Linked DNA regions of Hordeum vulgare: region 1 is linked to region 2. Evidence: chromatin contacts called from public Hi-C data. All regions are on one chromosome and are shown on one strand. Each heading gives the region's core, a stretch centred on a gene start, on an enhancer-like site or on the middle of the called end of the contact. The rest is flanking DNA. Distances are from core to core; before and after follow the strand shown. Region 1 holds the start of LOC123427174 (calmodulin-binding receptor-like cytoplasmic kinase 3). Region 2 holds the start of LOC123427173 (putative adenylate cyclase regulatory protein).

What was found. A called contact is a pair of places that touch in the nucleus more often than the background predicts.
Region 1: a contact with region 2 is called in a Hi-C map of seedling, with 8 times the contacts expected there. The contact joins the promoter of LOC123427174 here to the promoter of LOC123427173 in region 2. A contact is called at or near these places in 3 of 6 Hi-C or Micro-C datasets (leaf and seedling) and 1 of 1 datasets of contacts at active chromatin or transcription factors (embryo).

What each region holds. Positions count from the first base shown.
Region 1 is chr2H:549,366,947-549,371,959 of MorexV3_pseudomolecules_assembly, reverse strand. LOC123427174 (calmodulin-binding receptor-like cytoplasmic kinase 3) reads right to left here and starts at 1,625. Exons shown (of 7, transcript XM_045111150.1): 1 at 1,310-1,625; 2 at 10-381. The coding sequence starts at 130.
Region 2 is chr2H:549,017,531-549,022,714 of MorexV3_pseudomolecules_assembly, reverse strand. It overlaps LOC123427173 (putative adenylate cyclase regulatory protein), which reads left to right and starts at 2,491. Exons shown (of 16, transcript XM_045111147.1): 1 at 2,491-2,682; 2 at 3,199-3,576; 3 at 3,663-3,791; 4 at 4,432-4,639; 5 at 4,745-4,891. The coding sequence starts at 3,373.

The sequences.
Region 1 (5,013 bases), core at 376-2,875, 350 kb before region 2:
TTTGCTTACAGGAATTTCCGTCCTTTGCAAGAACAGGATCTTCACTTCCATCCTTCTTTTTCGAGCCAAAACAGGGGCACACGGACTCAAAGCACACAAGAAACATTTCTGTAGCTGTAGTGGCTACCATAACGTTATCTGTCTCCGGTTCTCCAGTAAAGAAGTGTGATGTGCCTCATTTGTATCCGATGTCCCACACTAATTAGCACACTGATGGACACAATAGTTTGCCTCCAGGCATATCTCACTTTAGTCCACAAGTTGTCCAAAATATACGTCCAAATCTCTCACACTTAGACCAAGAGTTCTCCAAAATCCGCCTCCAAGCGTATCTCACTTCAGAGCAATACTTTTCCTCTTGTCCCTTGTAGTGGTACAGTACTACAATGCAAATAGCAAATGTGTAGAACATTTAATTTAGTCATTTGTGATGAATGAATAAATGATAGCTACAGGTCGAGGGATGATATGACAATAACTGCTGAGATAGTGCACCATGAGTAGGCAACTTTGTAGGTAAAAGTACCTACTTGATCTAGGTGTAGCCAAGGCATACAGTAAAATGAGTGGAACACATCCTTACAACTATTCCTGGTAATATGTTGTTCGACTAGTCTATAAAACGTTCACCTGTAAATGCTCTGTTATCTGGCCCTATCAGTCAAACAAATCAAAGGCTCAAAAATGTAAATGAATTATCCTCCTAGCCAATAACGAAACTGCCCCCCTTTCCATTCTTGTCATTTGCCACAAAACATCTACAGCTGATGTTTTTACATGCAGTACTACAGCACTGGGGCCTCTGCATATTTATAGTAAGCACGTTTACTTGACAATGCACGCAACTAACAAACATAGATGACAAAACAAGACCACCACTCTAGACAAAATTGTACTTATAGACAGATCGAACTAGCCACGAGAGACAAATTTACCCATGTGTCAGCTGAAAGCAGTAAGGGGTAGCAAACAAAAGGGCTTGAGACGGCGCCCCGTACAATTACCAAACCTGGCGTCCCCTAGCACAACCACAGCAAAATTGCAGCTTCAGGGAGCCTTATCCGCAGCCCTGTCAGTTTCAGAAACAACACCGCGAGAAGCCCAATCCTAGCTTCCAGATTGATAAGCATGCGAGCTAGCGGCTGCAACAAGTAAAGAAAGCATCGAGAAGCGCAGCCCTACCCCGACAGCGAAATCCCACAGCAGAGAAGTAACCCCAAGAACGATGAACACGGCACTAGGCTAGCAACCATTGCGACCGGCGGTGTGACAGAGGCGAGCTAGCAATCAAGCAGGGAGGCGACCTAACCACGCGCGGAAGAAGCATCGTCGCAATCGGACTCGGAGAGGTCCGAGGAAGCAGGGACTCACCGGAGGATATGGCTATGGGATATAGGCTGAGCCGCCGCGCGCCGAATGCTCCGCCGCCGCGGAAGCCGCAAGATCCACGCTGGGACGTCTACGCGGAAATGGCGAGGAAGGCGCCGACCGGGACAAGGATGGCGCCTTTGGTTTGATCGGATCTTTGGTGGGGTGGGATGGAAACCGTGTGCGAGGACCGGAGGGAGAGGCCGCCGAGACGAGACCGACGACCCGGGCGGGGGGAGGCGACTGGTAAACGACGCCGACGGAGGGAATTTTTTTTGTGTGGCGCCGGGTTGAGCTCTGGCCCGTTTTGTCAGTGGGAGTGCGGCGGCTGGTTGGTGCTGGGAGGCGTACGTACGACCCTGTCGCTGCGGGTGGGTGCCGCGGCAGCCGCAACGGCGTGTATCCCTTTGGTCCACCCCGAAGATCCTTTGAGTTTTTTTTTTTTTTGAACACGAGATCCTTTGAGTTTGAGGCATGCTACTGGTCATCAAAGTATATAATTTTTTTGCAAGGGGTCATCAAAGTATTTAGACTCACGTACACGTGTGTACACTTACCATTTGAATGTGTACACACTCTCTGTCCTAATGACTATGATCACATTTAAGAGACTAATTCGATAGATCTTAAGATTGACGAAGGAGCTACATGCATCTCGTAGTCGACGAGCACACTGTATCCCATGAAAATCTAACGCTATGATTGTGCATTGTAGTTTATATGTTGGAGAGGCATATGCTAACATGATGTAAAATTCATTATCTGTATTTTATTTATGGTTGAAACATTAGCAAGCATCCACAACTATTGAGTTTATACCACATGCAATAACGTCATAAACTCGTGACATGGCATCCGTCACTCCAACATCCATCCTGAGCAAATTTATCACATATTGCTAACTCTGAAGTGTGATCCACATACATGTGCGCTCATATGTTTGACACCACAGGACAACACCAATATCGTAACATACAACCCATATCAATCAAAATAGATCACCGGTCATCATAAGACAAAACGATATACTCATACATGATAACAATGGAACAAATCATTGGATACAATTAATCACATTAAAATCATGTTCAAGTAGTGGATTACAAAAGTTTTTGGATGTATGGACCATTGTAGAGAGGGCGAAGATGGTGGTGAAATTCATGGAGGCGATGGAGAGATGGCAGTGACGACGATCCCCTTGGCGACTCTCGAGAGCTACCATAAGTGAGGAGGATAGCCCCCCCACACACACATTCTTCAATAGGTTACTATGTATAGAAGAGTAGATCGTTTGGGAAACAAGTGGAGGTTTAGCGAGGTTCAGGACCTCATGGTGGAGGTGATACCCTGTTCCTACTCAGTTGTATTGATTGTGTATAGGGATTAAAAGATGGCAGAGGGATCGGTATCAACTCTATGTTTACTTATTATATTGGCTAGCCCCGACTTATTCCAGGGTCTAGGGTTACATGATCCTAGCCGATTATGGAGGAGACCTACTTGATGATGATTTCCTTGATGTGTACTCCAAGTCCTTTGGGTCCTCTCCTGTTCGGCCCATAGACGTGGATTACAACCCAAGGCATAAATCTATCAAGGGGGCTTCAAGGTGACCTACTCAGGGCAGTTTCCTGTATGATGAGGCGCCCCTGGGCTATAACCCCGTTAGGTGGACTAGCACAAATGCCCGTGCGTTGCAACGGGAAAAAAACTATTTCTCTATTGCTGCACCTTCTTATAGTAAAAGAATAGATGGTGCAACACTTGAGAATTAGATATAAAAATAATTTTTGGACATATGCAAGAATAAGATACAGATTTTTAAAAGGCCATTCAGGAAGCTTAAAATGTGGTGTTGTTGTCACGGCCTGATTTCCTAAAAGCATTCATGTTATAGTCATTTTTGATGTATAAGGTTGTTTTTTTCTCCCCATATCACCCTCCCTTTTATACAAAAAGTATACATGTTGTAACACTTTAATCAAGCTATAGAGATATGGTATATATAAAAGGAACTTTTGGACATGCATGTGCAAGAAATAAGATAGGGATTTTTAAAATTCCATTTAGAAAACTAAAGATGGGATGCCGTTGTCATGGCCTGATCTCCTGAGAGCATTCACGTTATAGTCATTTTTTATGTATAAGGTTGCCTCGACCATTATGTGAATCAAACAAACGTAACTCTGCACAAATTATATGCAAATGGTGCTGCCCTACAAAATTCATATTTAATAAACAAAGCAAAAGTTTGGCACTATATATTTTATCATAATTAATCCATGTTTTTTGCACATGTTTTGCAATTAATCTAATTATTTTTAACCACATAAATACCTCTTATATCAAGGTATAAGACCGGAGGAGCAATTTTTTTCTGTTCTCTCTCCCTCGTTTTACACACGACCTTCATGTCTGAATCAATCTCACAAAACGGGACCCTTTAATATTATTTATTGATTCTCAATGCTGCTTGTTGACTGAAAGTCATAGACCTATATAAATTGGTAAAGTACCATGTAAAGAAGCGAGGTGGTGCTATTTAATGTGCAGAAAAGCTTAAATCTTACACGAGGATGAGCTAGCCCGGTTGGTCGCAGCCTGCAAGCTTGACGTAGAATGTCGGTAGTTTGATTCCATATGAACACGTCTGATTTTTTAGATTTGACGGGCTGACGAGCAGGCCCAATAGCAACAACTGAAGTGCGGGCCAAGGCCTCGTGAAGCTAACAGGGGCCTTTCTGCAAAAAAATGACTGAATCGTTTTTTCACTTCAAAAGGGAGTGCGAGTTGAATACCTAAAACCCCAGGGGCCTTTATGCAAATCAGCTGCGGCGGGTTTTCCGACAGAACCGGTAGCCTCTTTATTATTAGGTAAGGATTAGAGTTGGATGAACTTCACGAGGTCAAAGGACCCATCTTACTTCTATGTCAAGTCCGCTCGAAATTTCTTCGATCGGCTCACACGATGGAGCTGAGGAGTAAAAGCTTGTCAGCTTGCTCCATAGGACAAGACCCAAACTATGAACGTAGCGTATGACCGTGTCAGTTTATTGCTACTGTTTTCTACATGTCAATGTATCTGTTCCTATGACCATGAGATCATGCAACTCCCGGACACCGGAGGAATACCTTATGTGTATCAAACGTCATAACGTAACTGGGTGACTATAAAGGTGCTCTACAGGTATCTCCGAAGGTGTCTGTTGGGTTGGCATGAATCAAGACTGGGATTTATCACTCCGTGTGACGGAGAGGTATCTCGCGGCCCACTCAGTAATACAACATCACAATAAGCCTTGCAAGTAATGTGAATAAAGAGTTAGTCACGGGATCTTGTACTACGAAACGATTAAAGAGACTTGCCAGTAATGAGATTGAACTAGGTATAGAGATACCGACGATCGAATCTCGGGCAAGTAACATACCAAAGGACAAAGCGAACAACATATGGATTAACTGAATCCTTGACATAGAGTTTAAACGATAAAAATCTTCGTAGAATATGTAGGAGCCAATATGGGCATCCAGGTCCCGCTATTGGTTATTGACCAGAGAGTTTCTCAGGTCATGTCTGCATAGTTCTCGAACCCGCAGGGTCCGCACACTTAAGGTTCAGTGACGTTTCGGTATTATTGAGTTAGT
Region 2 (5,184 bases), core at 1,242-3,741:
CCATGTTGACCTACCCTAATCAACATACGCGTTCTCTACTCGCATATTGATTCTCCTGTTTGTTGTATTTCTTTATCCCCGTTAAAAATTGATGCCAGGGATGGAATGAGAAATGAGTAGAACCTTGAAGAACAACATCAAATATACCTTCTTCATTCTCAGGTAATTAAAACCAAGGGAGACAAGGAGACACGGAGGGTTGTTGGAGGATAACTATAGACGGACGCGTCGGGCGCGGCTTCACGCAGACGAACGTGTCGGGCGTGGCTCAGGCGGACGTCGCCACGGGAGGGATGGGCGGGTCGGGCATGGTTTTGGCGGACCTCGCCACGACAGGGACGGGCGTCTCGGCGTGATTTCAGGTGGACCTCCGTCGCCGCACTTCGCCGCCCCGCGCGCCGCTGCCTCCAGCCTCGCCGCCCCGTCGCATGGTGTGTTGCGCCCGCCGCCAGATCCGGCCCGGCTCGTCATGGATCCGGCCGGCCCACGCGCCCCTCGGCCTCGCCTCCACCTCTGACCACCGCCGCGACGCTCGCCGGCGCCGGAGCCGCCGTCGATGGACCGGCCTCGCCTCCACCTCTGACCACCGCCGCGACGCTCGCCGGCGCCGGAGCCGCCGTCGATGGACCGGCCTCGTCCTCAGCCAGATCGGGACCGGACCATCCCGATCCACCCTATCCTTGGACCGGTGGAGGACAGGGGCTTTTATGAAAAAACGAAACTTTTTTTCATTTAATGAAGGACCGCAGGTTGATTTTGAAAAAACAGGAAGACGTTTTTGCAAAATTGCCACGACGGACAACAAAAACAATATTTGCTTTATTATTAGGAAAAAGATTACCTTTCACCGGCTGATCCCCGCGATCCATCCGCCGTCCGCTTGACCGTTGGATCTCAATCTGATCTCGAACAGCTTCCGCGTGAGTTGTGATCGTTTTTTCTGAAACGATGTTGTTGTTTCACGAACCGTTTCCTGCAGCTCCTCCCGAGCGCCCCTGCCCGAGACTGCACCGCCGCTTGCCATCGCCCGCACCGGCCGGCCTCGCCGGAGCAGGGCCACCGCGCCTGCACCTCCCCGCCGCCCGAAGCCTCCTGAGCCTCTGCCCGAGCGAGCCGCCGGCTCCCTCCTCCTCCTGAGCGCTGCCCGAGCACGGTCCAGCATGCCCCGCCGTGGTGCACCGCCGCCGGCCGATCCTGCCGCCATCGGAGCCCCTGCCACCGGCGCCGGAGCCCCCAACCATTGTCGTCGTGTTCCTGCCGCCGGCCGACCCGCGTCGGCCCTGCCTCCCCGCGCTAGACCGGATCTGGATCGATCCCTCCGCCTGCCATGGGGCTTGGGAATCAAGCATGGCCGTCATGGTTGTGCGTCCTCCACAGCTCCATACCCCCCTCTGTTTTCCGTTTGAAGGAAGAAGATGGAGTTTCTACAACATAAACTTTTGTTGCAAAAAATTATTTCGCAGCAATACTTATGTTGCGGAAAGACGAAGGAAAAAACTGCAACAAAGCGATTGTTTCAAAAACTCGACGGTTGTTTCACGAATTACCCGGTGCCCAAGAAGCGCGCGCGAAGAAAAAAAACTGCAACAAAGCGATTGTTTCAGAAACTCAAGCGTTGTTTCAGGAATTACCGGGTGCCCAACCGAAGCGGGCGTGAAGAAAAAAAAACTACAACAAAGCAATTGTTTCATAAACTCGAGCATCGTTTCAGGAATTAGGCCAAAGCCCCGCGTGCGGATCGGATGGATGAGATCGGCTGGATGCACCAAATCAAACGACTGTGAAGGTGACGGATCATTGGAAATAATCCACCGATGGACGCGGAGCGTTGCCCTTATTATTAGGGAGAGATTTTGTGTCGAAATAACTCAAACGGACACTAGGGGCCAAAATTATCGGTTGGAGTTGATTTTACCCTATTATAGGATGTGGTGTGTTGAGATGCTATATTGCCCGATGTCAAACGTGTTTTCTCACAGAAACAAAAAGAAACACCAAACGTTTCTTTTTCTTTTTTTGAGAACGTGTTCATTTTGTTTTGTCGCACCAAAAAGTTGACACATGCGGTTGCTGACCCGCACGCGATAGTACCACCTCTGTACGACGAGTGTACCAGGGAGAGGCGATAAATAGCAAAACAAAAAAAAACTGCGCTCGTAAAGCCGCGGGCCCCACGTGCACCCCCGCGGAACGAACAAGACTCTTCGGGGCAAGCACATTCCGGGGGTGCCGTGCGCCCGCCCGCCACCGTGGTGCCCCACCTCCTTTGCCTTATCCCTTCCGCTTCCCGGTGGCCCCCACGCCCTCGCCTAACACCCACCATCCTCCCTCTACGCCCTCTCACTGACTGCGGGACCGGACGGCCTTCCGTCCCCGCATGTCAGCGACCAGATGTTCGTAGCCCAAGCGTACCGTTCCGCCGCTCCACGACACGTGGAGCTCGCGCGCTGCTCCCCGGCTCTCGCTATAAGGCATTTTTTTCCTCCATCCCCGCACCTTTCCTCCTCCCTCCCCCCACTCGTGGCCGGACCTGACCTCGTGTCGTCACTGTCGCCCGCGAGGCTTCGCCGGATTGGAACCGGGTACGACACGGCGGCGATGGTTTCAGCCGCCGGCCCCCTCGAGCTCTGCTAATCCGCGGCTCGGCCCGGCATCCGGTGGCCTAATTCGACGCCCGATCAGGTAATTTCATCACCTCCTGTGCAATAATAGTAACCAACTTTGGGCGCGAGTGCGATTTTCTCGGGCGCTGCTGATTTCGTCCGACCCCCGTCTCTGCTCTGATCCTCTCTTCTTCGGTTATCCCTGTCCGGAGATTTGGGCATCTTTGCAGTTCGTTATGTCCACCCTCCGATTTGCAGAGCTTGGTGCGGACGGAACGTTTGGTACTGTTGGATGTTTTGGGGGTTCTGTTCTCTGTTCAGCGTAATCATCCGCAGGGGCTGGTTGCTTCTGTTCGTAGGGCTCGATTGCGTGTGGGATTGGTTGGAAGTGTGTGGTGATTGGACGCCCAGGCTCAGTTGCGTGGGAGACGAACACTTCACTCGAAATCGACCACTTGCAGTAGAATCCATTGCGTGGGGGTTTAGTCTTGTCTGACTACGTCTGCATACAATCTTCATCTTCTGATAGTAATTTCCTTACTGCAGTGCAAGTTAAGCCTATTGATTGTATTAATTTTACTTGATGATGACGCAGGATGGCGTTGAAGGATGCCAACTCGTAATCGTCACGCCCTGGAATGGATGCTAGAGAATCAAGCCGTCGGCACCTCTAATATGCACCTTTGAGTCTATCCATGGTCTGTGACACTGTACGTCCATCCATAGACTTGAGCAAGTGATCAGGTTTTCTTCAGCGCAACAACTCGTCATGGGCAGTGCTTGCTCAAGGAACAGAGGCCAAGTGGTCCATGAGGACCAACTGTACAGCGTCAAGTTCTCCAAGAGCGGCAGCTTCAAATGGCTGATGCACACGCTGTCCCGCAGCAGCTCCGATGTGCTCCGGAAGGCCCAGGGACCGACGCCAGGTCGCCGCCCAACTCTGGTGGAACTTTGCGTGGCCAGAGTCCGTGAGGTACTCATCTGACCTCGTATGTTCAGAGTTTGGTGAAGCGATGCGCCAATGCCCGTTCTTGGCTGAGTTGGTGCGGGTGATTGCAGGACATAAGCAGGTATTCAGATTTCTCCATGCTACCTAGGGATCTTAGCCAGCTGATATTCAACGAACTGGTGCAGTGTAGCTACATCAATGAGGAGTTGCTGGGAGCTTTTCGTGACTGTGCTTTGCAGGTGAATTTTTGGTACTTGTTTGGTAAACTGTTTCCATTGAATTTTTGTACTTGTTTGTCCTAAATACAATTTTTAAGGCGAAACAACGGGAAAATTCCCACTGCATTTTTTTTATTAATATGGGTTATGCACAAAAGAATGATGAATAGAAGAATACAAGTCTAGCTTATCCCAGTTAACTATGAACAATTACTTGATGTAAAATTAAAGTTCCTTACCATCAACCAGGCCTTTATATGAAAATGTATTTTATTTCTCTCGACAAACTCTGAAAGGCATCTTATCAGACATTAGTTGTTGGTTTTTCAAGGTTCACTCAGTAATTTAGAATGCAATTCTTTGTCAAGCTTGTCTTGAGCTTGTTCATAGAAAGTAAAAATTGCTTTGGTAAATTTATCCAGTAAGAATGAAGAAGTCCCTATTCCTTAGGGAAGCCCATTTAATAGACCATTTGAGATCACTTAGGTAGCTACCTTTTTCCTAGTCAGATGGCACTTCTTGCTTAAGGTAAGTTGCAAGCCAAGCCACCAGTTTCCTTGGTGAGATAGACCAAAAAAGAAAAACTTGAAGGCTTCTATCGCGCTCTGGGACGAGTTAGCCTTATGTCAACCAATTGATCTTCCACACTATTCGGTATCAGGATATCTGTCTGGATGAGTACCCTGGAGTGAAGGATGCTTGGATGGAAGTAATTGCTTCTCAAGGGCAGTCCTTGCTATCTGTTGACATCTCTTGCTCTGATGTGACTGATAGTGGATTGAATCTCCTTAAAGATTGCTCAAATATGCAAAGTCTGGCATGCAATTACTGTGATCAAATTTCTGAACATGGACTTAAAACCGTGTCAGGTAAGTGATGACAATAGTCCAATAGCTGTGCTTTCTTACACCTGTACGAGTCTGGGGGGTGAATGTTCATTTTTATGATGTATGATGTGTGTCTTCATTCTGCAGGCCTCTCAAACTTGACATCGCTCAGCCTTAAGAAATGTGCTGCTGTTACAGCTGACGGAGCAAAAGCCTTTGCAAACTTAGTTAACTTGGTAAATTTGGACCTTGAGCGATGCCCAAAAATTCATGGTGGCCTTGTTCACTTAAAAGGTGGCCTTTTGTTCCATGAAACAATTGTTTGTAAAGCATGCCCAATCACCTGATTTATTCCAACGTATAAGACTCAAACCATACATGCTACTGTTGGTTATCACAACAATATGGGCATCTTGAGTGTTCTCTTCTACACATTTCCATTTCCTGACATGTGATACATACATTTGTTTGTAGTCACTATAAGAACTGGCATGCGGCCTATTTATTCACATTCCGCTCAATAGCAAGTATATCAGAAAAACTACTTGCCTCTGTTGCAATAACATAACATTCTTTATTTCTTTTAC